Regions from separate parts of the Gossypium arboreum genome. Here region 2 is linked to region 1. A link is a contact called in public Hi-C data. All regions are on one chromosome and are shown on one strand. The core of a region is the stretch at or near the end of the contact, and the rest is flanking DNA. Distances in the headings are between cores, read along the strand shown.

The links. A called contact is a pair of places that touch in the nucleus more often than the background predicts.
Region 2: a Hi-C map of leaf shows a contact between it and region 1, with 1.5 times the contacts expected there. The contact joins the promoter of LOC108464132 here to the promoter of LOC108464107 in region 1. A contact is called at or near these places in 3 of 5 Hi-C or Micro-C datasets (all in leaf).

The regions. Positions count from the first base shown.
Region 1 is chr13:68,906,523-68,911,675 of ASM2569848v2, reverse strand. LOC108464107 (S-adenosylmethionine decarboxylase proenzyme-like) reads right to left here and starts at 1,378. Exons shown (of 4, transcript XM_017764204.2): 1 at 1,249-1,378; 2 at 1,036-1,102; 3 at 238-389; 4 at 1-136.
Region 2 is chr13:69,042,469-69,048,146 of ASM2569848v2, reverse strand. LOC108464132 (protein NSP-INTERACTING KINASE 2) reads right to left here and starts at 1,471. Exons shown (of 11, transcript XM_017764244.2): 1 at 1,065-1,471; 2 at 819-951; 3 at 666-737; 4 at 434-577; 5 at 257-328; 6 at 104-163. The coding sequence starts at 1,167.

The sequences.
Region 1 (5,153 bases), core at 129-2,628:
GGAGAGCGGGGGAGGAAGCCGGCCGAAGATAGATACTAATACTAAGTAATAAAGCAAATAAAAATAAATTGACCACTTTAACAGTGGTCAGAAGGGCGCACTTGCGTTACGAATATCAGGATGGTTTGCGAGCGCACTGCAAAATAAGGAACAAGATTTGTCAGCATCAAATGATTTATGCAAGTACAATTGCGTTGTTCATGATCTACAAAACTCAAATATATGCCAACCACTTACGTTGGAGTAAGCAGCAGATCTGAACTTCTTGATTCCACCGTTTGGTCGAACGTCTTCAATGCTGTAACCGAGAGGAGCTTCGTAGAATAATGACTTACTACTACTAGACTTCTTTTTCCCTCCCTTAGTCTCCATAGATCATTCAGCCACACCTAAATTACAATTAGAAAACAGAACAAACAGGTCAGATGAAACATGCACGTATCAAGAACGGAATTGATAAATCAATACCTTGAGCTCTGGAAAAAAACAATTCTAATCATGAAACATCATATTCTTTTAAGTATACGGAAATCATGAAACCGCATATAGATTCAAGTATCCAGAAAACCATGAAACAGGATATATGTTGAAAGTATTTAGAAATTCAAACAAAATATGCATTGAAGTATCAAAAAAATCACAGCATGTTTAAGTTCAAAACTCGAACATCATCGTAATTTATTTAAAAAAAAACACAAAAGAAAAGAAAGAAAAAAAATAATGACTTTGGCAAGAAGCAAGAAAATTAAAACTATAGAGGCAACAAAAGCTAGCATTCAAAATACTGTAATTTTTAAGAAAATATAAAGTAAAACAAATTTATAGAAGGTACAAGAAACATGAAGACAAATATAACAATCTTATTCAAATAAATAAATAACATCTTAAATTTAAACTGTACTCTTTTCGTGCAAAATTACATATCTATAAATAATATTATTATAAATTAGTAGTATTTTATCGCCTCCAAGATTGCATCATAAAGATATCATCAATACGATAAACAAATAAAAGATCGGAAGAAGAAATACTCACAATTCAAATTTTGGAATGCCAGGATCAACCTCTTATAAAAACTCGATTATCAACCTTGGCTCAGATCCTTCAAAAAACGAAAAGAAAACTCATCGCATATGAAGATACAAGAAAAAGAATCGATGATTTTCTTTTATTTAAAGAACATTACGAACAAAGCAAAAAGAAAAAAATATAATTACAAAAATTGCGAAAAAGAAAAGAAATACTTACAAAATTATACGAAACAAAAAGAAAAAAAAAAGCTCAGAATATTATGAGAGGTTTACAATAGTTTCTCACTTCTCGCAGTTCACGCAAATAATGAGAATATGGTTCTGTGGTGGAAGGGTCCAATTTATATAGGGCAGGAAGGTAGGGCTTTTCCTCGTGACTTCACGACAAAATTACGGTCTTGACCCTCCGTTTTACAGGGACGTTTCAGTTTTTTTTTTTTAACTCTTATTTTGGTTTATTATTTTATGAATCCATTATTAGCTGAAAACTGACTGCGTATGAGGCGTGAATTTCGCAACTAATTTTAAATTTTTATTAAATTTATATTATGATTTAAATAAAAAAATTAGTTCATATTTTAAAATTAAAAATTTACGTGATTAATATTATGTGTGAAAAATAAAAAAATAAAAACCGGTAGAAATGTATTATTTTCCATACCGACTATGGGGTTTTAATATCATTCCCTGTTGTTTCAGAAAAAGCCCCATGCATTTTTAAATTGGTTAGTTGACCAATTAAAAATAAATTATTAAATTTAAAAATAAAGGGATTAAATTAAAATCTAAAAAAGAGTAGAGATCTGGTTAATTGGAAGATGACCAAAATGGTCAATTGAGTGAATTAAGGAAGTTTGAAGTGAGGAAGAGATTTGTATGAATGATGGCACTTACGGTGATACGATTCCTATTCACCCATTATTTTGACACGTACCTGGCTCTTCACCTGTAATTTTCCACATCACTGCTTTGCTTTGCTTTATTTATTTATTTCCTCTTTCGGAATATTCTTTTTTCAATTTTATTTAAAAGTCATTTTCTTTTATTATTATAATAATTAGAACTTTGTTCTCGAATTTCTAAAAGTAATTTTAAAATTATTACTATTTGTTACTATTCTATAAATTAATTTTTTAAAGAATTAAGAATATTAGTTTGAAAAACTCTTATAAATAAGTAATTATTGATTTTATTTCCTTCTTTTTCGGGATTGGGGTTTTATTATAAAAAATAGTAGTAAATTAAAGAATTAGTTAGAAAATAATGTCAACTAGATTTTATCTTTTGAAATTTATTTAACTAAAAAATAATTAGAGTAATAATAAAATTGTATTTTAATATTATTAAACGTGTTGAATTCTTAAATTTTTTATTTTTAATTGTATTATTTAAAGGTCATATAAAAATATGAAAAAATATTATTATTCTAATATTAATTATAATTTAAAAGAAAGTAAAATAAATTTTCTCTCAAATAGTAAACTTATCATGTGAGATGATTAGTTATTTGCACATGTGAAACGTGTCACACTTTAATTTTTTTTTAAAAATTTAGGTTGAATGTTGAATTATCACGTATTAATTTACAAGCAACCAACACATGACAAGTCAACTTATTTTTAAAATCATATATACTGTTAGCTAAAAAAGGCATTGCTAAAAATAGAAACTTCACAATTAAATTGGTGCATAAGGTAGTGGTATTCCTTTAAGCACCAAACAACAAATAAATAAAACACAAAAAAATATTGTTTATGTATTTTAGTTTCTTTACATATGCAGAGCTTAGCTTATGAGAAACATTTATTGTCTTCAATACTTAAAATAAATTATCCTAAACTACCACACACCCTATGACAAGTTTCCTCACAATTGTACCTTGAAGATTAGATACGTTCATCACTAAATTCACCAATTGTGAATTTAGCAAGTAAAACCACAACACAAAGGTTTTACTATCAATATGTACTCATTCAATAAGGTTCCTCACTTTGAATAGATTAAGTGCTCAACTCTCTCCATACATAAGTCTATATAAGTCTCTCCATTATATAAAGTTTATTGAGACTTGCTTACATAACAAGACCTATCACAACCTCTATAAAACAGTTACATTATAAACTGAATACAATATAATAATAATGAACAAGATAGACAAGGATTCTTGGTAGCTAAGTCTTTAGAGATTCAATCCAATCCAACTTCATTTATTCAAAGGATTAGATAAGTGTAATCTTATTCAATCCAATCACCAATATATGACTCCCTAGGTTATATGATCTTCCATAATGGGCTAAATATCATGCATATAATCAGCATAGCCTAATCAAACAATTTAATAAATTGCCAACACCTTAAAATATGAAAACTATCTCCATACAATTTGTTGGGCAAGGGAGTGGGTACTCCCTTTGGCACCAATTTGTCAGTTTCATGTTTTCAACAATCTCCCCCATTGACAATTTGTTGAACAAAACATACACAAAGCAAGAAGCTCTAACATTAAATAACCTCAGCTCCCCTTTAGCATACTCTCATTAACTTAATAGACTTAACTTAGAAAATGATTAAGTAAATTAATCATCAATGCTTAGTTGAATTCGCATTAATAACCAACCAACCAACCATAATTATAACTAAGTAAGCTAACCAAGTAAGGACCTAATGCATCAAAGTAAATAAGCTAACCAAGTAAGGACCTAATGCATCAAAGTAAATGAAATCCATAAGCAAAACCAGTTCTCTAGGAGTTCAAAATCCGTTCACCAGCAGTATCAAAATAAAAAGGAAGTAGCAGCAGCAGAAGCAAACAAACTAAAAATTGAAAACTTCATTTCTCAATCGAAGAAAACAAACTAAAAATTGAAAACTTCATTTCTCAATGTTGCAACAAAATTTCCCAAAATATCTCCCTCTTTTAGCAGTCCCCCTTTCAAGAATAGTTTCTAGCCTCATCATCAAGCATCCTTTCTTTTTATCTCTCCTTTTTTTATCAACAAAATGCCAAACTAATCTTTACCAGGCAATGCAAGTAGATCAGCCTATAAAAGCTCTTTGATTATCAATCAACTTTCTCAAAACTTTGGCTTTAGCTTGCAGTTTGTTTCAATATATATGATTGAATTCAATAGAGAAGTTGAATTTATTAATTACCCTTTTCTTCATGCTCGAGGGGGCAAATTTGGTGCCTATAGCAATAGGCACTTCTTGGGTTTAAGATACTTCCTCCTGCTTAACATTATCATAACAATGTTACTCCCCCTATGGCACCCCAAACTTCCTCGGGACGATGTGACCCAAATCCACAACGTCACATTAACCACCAAAGTGACTCGAAACACATCCCAATATGTACACGCACAAATAATTTTTTCCTACTTATTTGATTGATAACAATAGTCATAGTCATGCAATTAAATCATACATAACTATGGATATCAAACAAAACTTAATTACATGCTTTAACTATCAAGAATCATTCAAATTGAAATAAAGGGAAAAATTGTCATTTAACATTCAACTTATGGAAACATTCGCATATTAACAATTTTGAAATACATTTCATCTTCAAAAACCTTTTAGTAATATTGTTGAAGAAATCAACTTAACCCGATTTACAAATCTCTGTTAATTTTAAAAACAAGTTTTAAAGACTAAATTGAAAGAATGAAAAAACATTAGAATAAACATAATACAATATTATTTTTACGTTTACAAAATTAGGCATTTAAATCTCATATATGAATTTTTTCAAAGTATTTTATTGCATTTTAAAATCCAATTTCACTGTCTAAAACTTAAGACTAAACTACAAAGTTAGAAAAATAAGACAAAACGGACAATTTATCACATCATGACCACACGACTTACCATGCAGCAACGTGGCTTGATTAAGGCACCTCATCACGTTGACATGATTTGTAACATTCACACCCGACCTGATCGCTGAATCTCTGGCTATAAAGTGTCACACTGAATAGGATCTTTCCTGACTGCATACTTTTATACTTAATAATTTTAAATAGTGGTTTATTTAAGTTACAATTAATACTCATTACAATCAAAGGCTTAAAATTTAATTAAAAAAATGCTGACTCGAAATTTCAGACTCTAGGGAAAACT
Region 2 (5,678 bases), core at 222-2,721, 140 kb before region 1:
ATATAGTAAGCAAATAATAAACAGACGAAAAAAACAATTTAAATATCATGTTTCAAACAGGGTAATCACTGTAAGCAAAAGCTTGCTGTATGAGTCAACTTACTTGAATGTTTTTGCAAGCAAGCCTGGCAGTGGACCACTCAAATTATTGAAAGACAAGTCCCTGGAAGGAAATATTAATCCTTAAATCCGATATGCATCAATTTGGAAAGAAAGAAAAAGACTAAATGGAATTCATAGAGTTTCAGAAAATTACAGGAAACTGAGCTGAGTCATGTTAGCCAAAGAGGAAGGTATAGTTCCTGAGAGACTGTTGTTATTCAACCTCCTGATGCAATTCAAAGGAAACCCCATTATCATCATATTCAAACTGATTCTGAAGTTGCTAAAACCATAGCAAAAGTTCAATATATATATATGTATGAATGCTTACAGGTATTGGAGGGCTTCTAAATGGGACAAAGTGGTGGGAATTTGACCAGAGAAGTTGTTGTTAGAAAGATCAAGTGTGTGAAGGTTGGGAAGCTTCCCTAGTTCTGAGGGTATATAACCTGATATATTGTTATTCTGTAGGAGCCTGCAAAAAGCTTTCATTTAATAAGCATTGTAGCTAAACTAGGAACTATATAAACCAGGAATTTTTGTATAACAGTTTTGAAACTTACACTAGCTGCAGATTGGTCAAGTTTCCAATGGTGGGTGCAAGTGTACCAGACAAATTCTGGCTTGGAGCTCCTCTGTGACAAAATCATATCATCTTTTAGAGTATTTGTTAGTGATTTTTAAAGTTTGAAGGAGTGTTTTTAAGTGGTACTTACAGGCCAATGACTAGACCATCAATAGAGCAAGTGACCATGTTCCAACTACATGGATCAACAGCAGCTTCATCCCAATTGTCAAGAACACCATGAGGATCAACCAGAAGCTCTTTTATTCCCATTAAAGCTTGCACTGAAAACAAAAAGAAAATAACCAAAAGGATCATTTCCTTGTTCATGTACAATGCATTTCTTCATTATAGAAATTAAAAAAAAAAAAAAAGTAAAGAAAAACAGTTTAGTTACCTTCGAAGTTAACACCTTTTGGTGAAAGCAAAGCAGTTGCAGAAGAACAGAAGAGGAACAAAACAACCCAACACCACACAAACTCTTCTTGCTTGAGTCCCATTGTTTTCAGTAGTTGAAGCTCTAAGAAAAAAACCAAAAGCAGCTCTTTTTTTTGGGTATGAAGCCGGTAAGGAGCTGGTACACGAAGTTCGTAAGCAAAAAACAGCTTCAAACTGAAAGTAAATGGTTAAGTAGGATGTTGTTGTTTTTCATGCAATGGTTTACATCAGGATCCAAGCTCTGAAACTTCCCCCACTTGCTTAAGAATTGGAATTTGAACTTACTCTTCTTTTTCTGTCAGAAACTCAGAAGCAAGGGTTAAGAAAACAAGAGACTTTGATCATTTTAAATGAAATACTAGGAAAGAAGTAACCATCTAACATGGCTGACAGTGCTTTTAAAAATCAGACCACAGCGGTTCAACCGGTTTAATTGAACCCATTGATTGCATTAAAAATTAATTTTATTATTAAATATAAGTTTAAAATATAAAATTATCATCTAAATTTTTAAAAAAATATAAGTTAAAACCTATTTTCGGGAATTTTTGTCTGTTTAATTAGCTTTTAATTAATTCAAATGATTTTAAATTTTATATATCATTAGTTATTGAACGAGGATAATAATAGTAGATAAAAAGCTGAGGGTAAGCTACATTAACCAAATCTAGATGTTAACTGTTAAGCACCCTATGGTTTTATCATTTTATTATAATTACCCTATATCGTGGGGTTAGGTAAATTTCACACTAAAGAAAATTTTAAACTCCATTAAATGAATGTCATAGTGTGAAAGAGAAAGTGTTGGGTTGGAATTAGATTTGTTCCACAGTAAGAGTGGATCCAACATTCCCTGAGGACGCCCACTGTCTTTGTCTTCATGGAAAAAGAAATTAAAGTCACAAAATTGCTTCATTCTAATTAATTTGCTTTTTCACGATGGTAATAATTAAAAGGTTAGAATCTCGAGGGTATAATCCTCGAGATTGTTGATGTAATAGCTCCTCATGAGATCTTTGTTTCTGTTTTTTCAATTTTCTCTTTTCTTTTTCATATAAAAAATGCATTCTCTCTACAGTCAAACACACTGTCCCATTTCAACATTCCAACATTACCAAAAGCACCCAACTTTATAAAGCAAAAGCTGCTCTTGCTCTTCCCTTTTCTCTATATCTATTCACTTTTGGGTATTCCATTATCCCATTATATTCCAATTAAATTTCCACCTAAACTGAAATAAATATCATTTTTTATTTAAAATCTCATTTTTTTTAAAAAGAAAATTAAAACTTGTAATATCTCTATTCATTACGCCATAACCTTTATATATATATATATATATATTAAAATTCATATCAGAAATACATTCAACTTAAAGCTTAAAACAAAATAAAAATCATGGTATTAGAAGCAAAGGGGTGATGATGCTTATTTTCGATACACGTGCAATGGAGACCCCATCATTGTAGTTGACTTCATTTTTCATTTAACCCTTTTCTTTTCCATTTAGACATTAAAAAGATAATTTCCAGCTCAATGCAAATTGGTCATCATATATATAAACAAATGTAAAGTTGATCAGACATAAAAGGTTTGCAAAGTTAAGATTATCACTTGGATAGCAACATTTTACTTAAAATCAACCAAACGGTTGTTTTTGTCTCAACATATCATTTAGGGTTAGAAAATTTTTTAAAGTTATGTTTAAAATTAACAAAATCAATTTGTTGACATCAAACATTATCTTTAAATTTAGGGTAAACTAAAAAAATAGTCACTTTTGTTTGCTTCAGATTACATTTTAGTCACTTATGTTTGAAATGTTATGTTTTAATCACTTATGTTATTATTTTATTACAAAGTGATCACTCTTCCGTTAAGTTTCGTTATCTCCCTAACAGTAATCCTACGTGGAAGTCCAACTAGATTTTAAGTGGCAACTTGGATTTCCAAATGGGATGAGAATAGATTTTTAATTAAATAAAAATTTTAAACCCTAAATATTAGTTGAAAAAACCGTTCATCTCCTCTATTGTTTTTAGCTTTCTTTTTCATTTGACTAAAAAAAGCTATTATCATAAAAAAAATTTATTCATGTACAAAAACAAAAGAGAATTCAATAGAGGGTCCAGGTATGTGTTCTTTACCAATAAATTTATGTTCTAAGACTTAAAATCAAGTGGTTTGTTTGTTCAATCCGATTTTTGTTTGTTTGTTTGTTTGTTCTTCTTGAATAATTGGTTTCTCAATCCGATTTTTTCTGATCTGAATCGGCTTGTTTGTTCACAATTCCTTTGTGGGTATTCCATATTTTTCTTTCTTATATGGAACTAATATAAAAAAAAATTACATTCTCAATCTTCTGTTTTGCATCTGTTTTGGCTTTCTTTGATTAATTTCATTTTAGATAGAATTATTTCTCTTATTTTGCTTTTCTTGTATGTGCGAAATCTTGTATGGAAACTCGTAATCTATCACTCTATTGTTTGTACTATCGTTGTTGTTGATATAAAATGGATTCAAGTTGTATACTTTATTCAAAAAATAAAAATCTTTCTTATTAATGAATACGAGGACAGACATCCCAATAGCCATAATAGCAGCAGCAACTGATGTCTTAGATGCAATCACAGCCTACTCAGTTGTAGCAACAGTTAGGTTTGCAAAAGCAGCCCAATCAAGTACAACAAAATATGCAACAGAGACTTCAAGCATCAGGTCAAACATCAAGTTCCTTGCTTCAAGTGTATCAATCATAGAGAGCTGTTCTGGAGACATCATCAAGTATGTTTTTGAATTTTTACAGTTACATACTGTTGCTCTTTGCCTTATTTCTTTGTTGCTTTCTAATATTGTGTTATTTAGAATAGTCTGAAATTTCTAACAATTTGTTTGATTATGTCAAGTTGGTTCCACTCAATTCCTTTGTCCAACGTTTGTATCTTTGTTCTTCCTAGTAATCTAACTTTCAAGATATTCCCGACATGGAGCTCAACAAGAAATATATGATTAGGAGATTGCAGTCCTTGAAATCGACTTGTTATTGTTTTTGCATCAAACTAGAGGGTAAACATGCTTGCAAATGTTAAGAGTTTTGTTTGGAGAAGGATGCACAAAGAATGTCCAGATAAGCAAGTGATTACAACGAGGCATTTCTTTTCTACATGAAATGGTCTAAAGGGTATCAAAACTCGATTGTTTTAATGGTGTCTTGGCTCAGTTTCACTGCTTCTGTTGAGACATGAGATTTGTGCTATAGATTTAGTTAAGTTTTATGTCTGAACTATACATCTCTTGTGTCTAATTTGTTCCACAAATCATTTTAATGCTTTAGTCTGATTCACCCTTATTAGCTACATTATGATCCCTGCGTCTCCCTGTAACACTCCAAACCAGTATCCGTTGCCGGAATAAGGTTAAGAAGTATTACTTGACTAAACAAAACTTCTATAAGGTCAAAGATACTTACCAGACATAAATAATCAACAATGCAAACATGTCTCATTGATTTTCCATAAGAGCTCTTATAAATTTGCAAAATGACTCACTATCAAAACATAACCGAATATCTAATAACAAATTAACTACTGTCAAGTTATAACTAAAACATTTCACCACATTAGTTCAATTATAAGGCTTCTCTAAACAAAATGAGCAAGCCATCTTCGCATGGCTATAATGTATACAAAGTCGAAATATCATTCTACCTATAGTCTATCCTATACATGCCTTAAACCATGATGATATACAATCTTCTCAACTCACATAATGACTATTTAGTGTGATGATATCTCTGACCCTTCCAACTCGAGCTAAAGTATAAACCTATAAGAAATGGAAAAGAGAACACGGAGTAAGCTTCAATGCTTAGTAAGTTTTAAGCAATGCAAATAATTAATTTACTTATAGATCGATTATTTCAAATTTTCAAGAAATCATTCCTAGATAATTGCCACTTTGGCCAAGTATCCATGAACGTAATGCATATTTAGCAAATTCACCTCACTTAAATCTGAACTCAATTAAAACCAAATATTTAAATCACAAATAAGATCATAAGAACTCAAAAAGCATCTCATTAACAAGTTTTAACCATGTTTGCAACAAAATCACAAATTCACTACAAGCTATCTTCCTGAGCAATAGTCACTAAATTATTTATAACTGGAGATAAGAAACTCCAAATCAAGTGCTGTAAATTTTCCCTGAAAATAGACTCATATATCTTCCATCTATAAAATTTTCAAAATTTTTGGTTTGACCAATCAATACCATATTTTTATTGAAGTTTCCCCTGTTTCACTATTTGACTATTCTGACCACTCTTCACTACGAATCAATTTTCTCATTATACAGAATTCGAAATATGTTATCGTTTATTTCATTTGAAACTAGACTCATTAACGAGACTAAGAATATAAATTTTATCTTATAACCATTTTTGTACCATTTATAATGATTTTCTGAAAACAGAACAGGGGACCTCAAAGTCATTTTGACTCTATTCCACGCCACTTCAATTATCTCATTATTGGCAATTCTTTTGCTTACACGGTTTCTTTTATAAGAAACT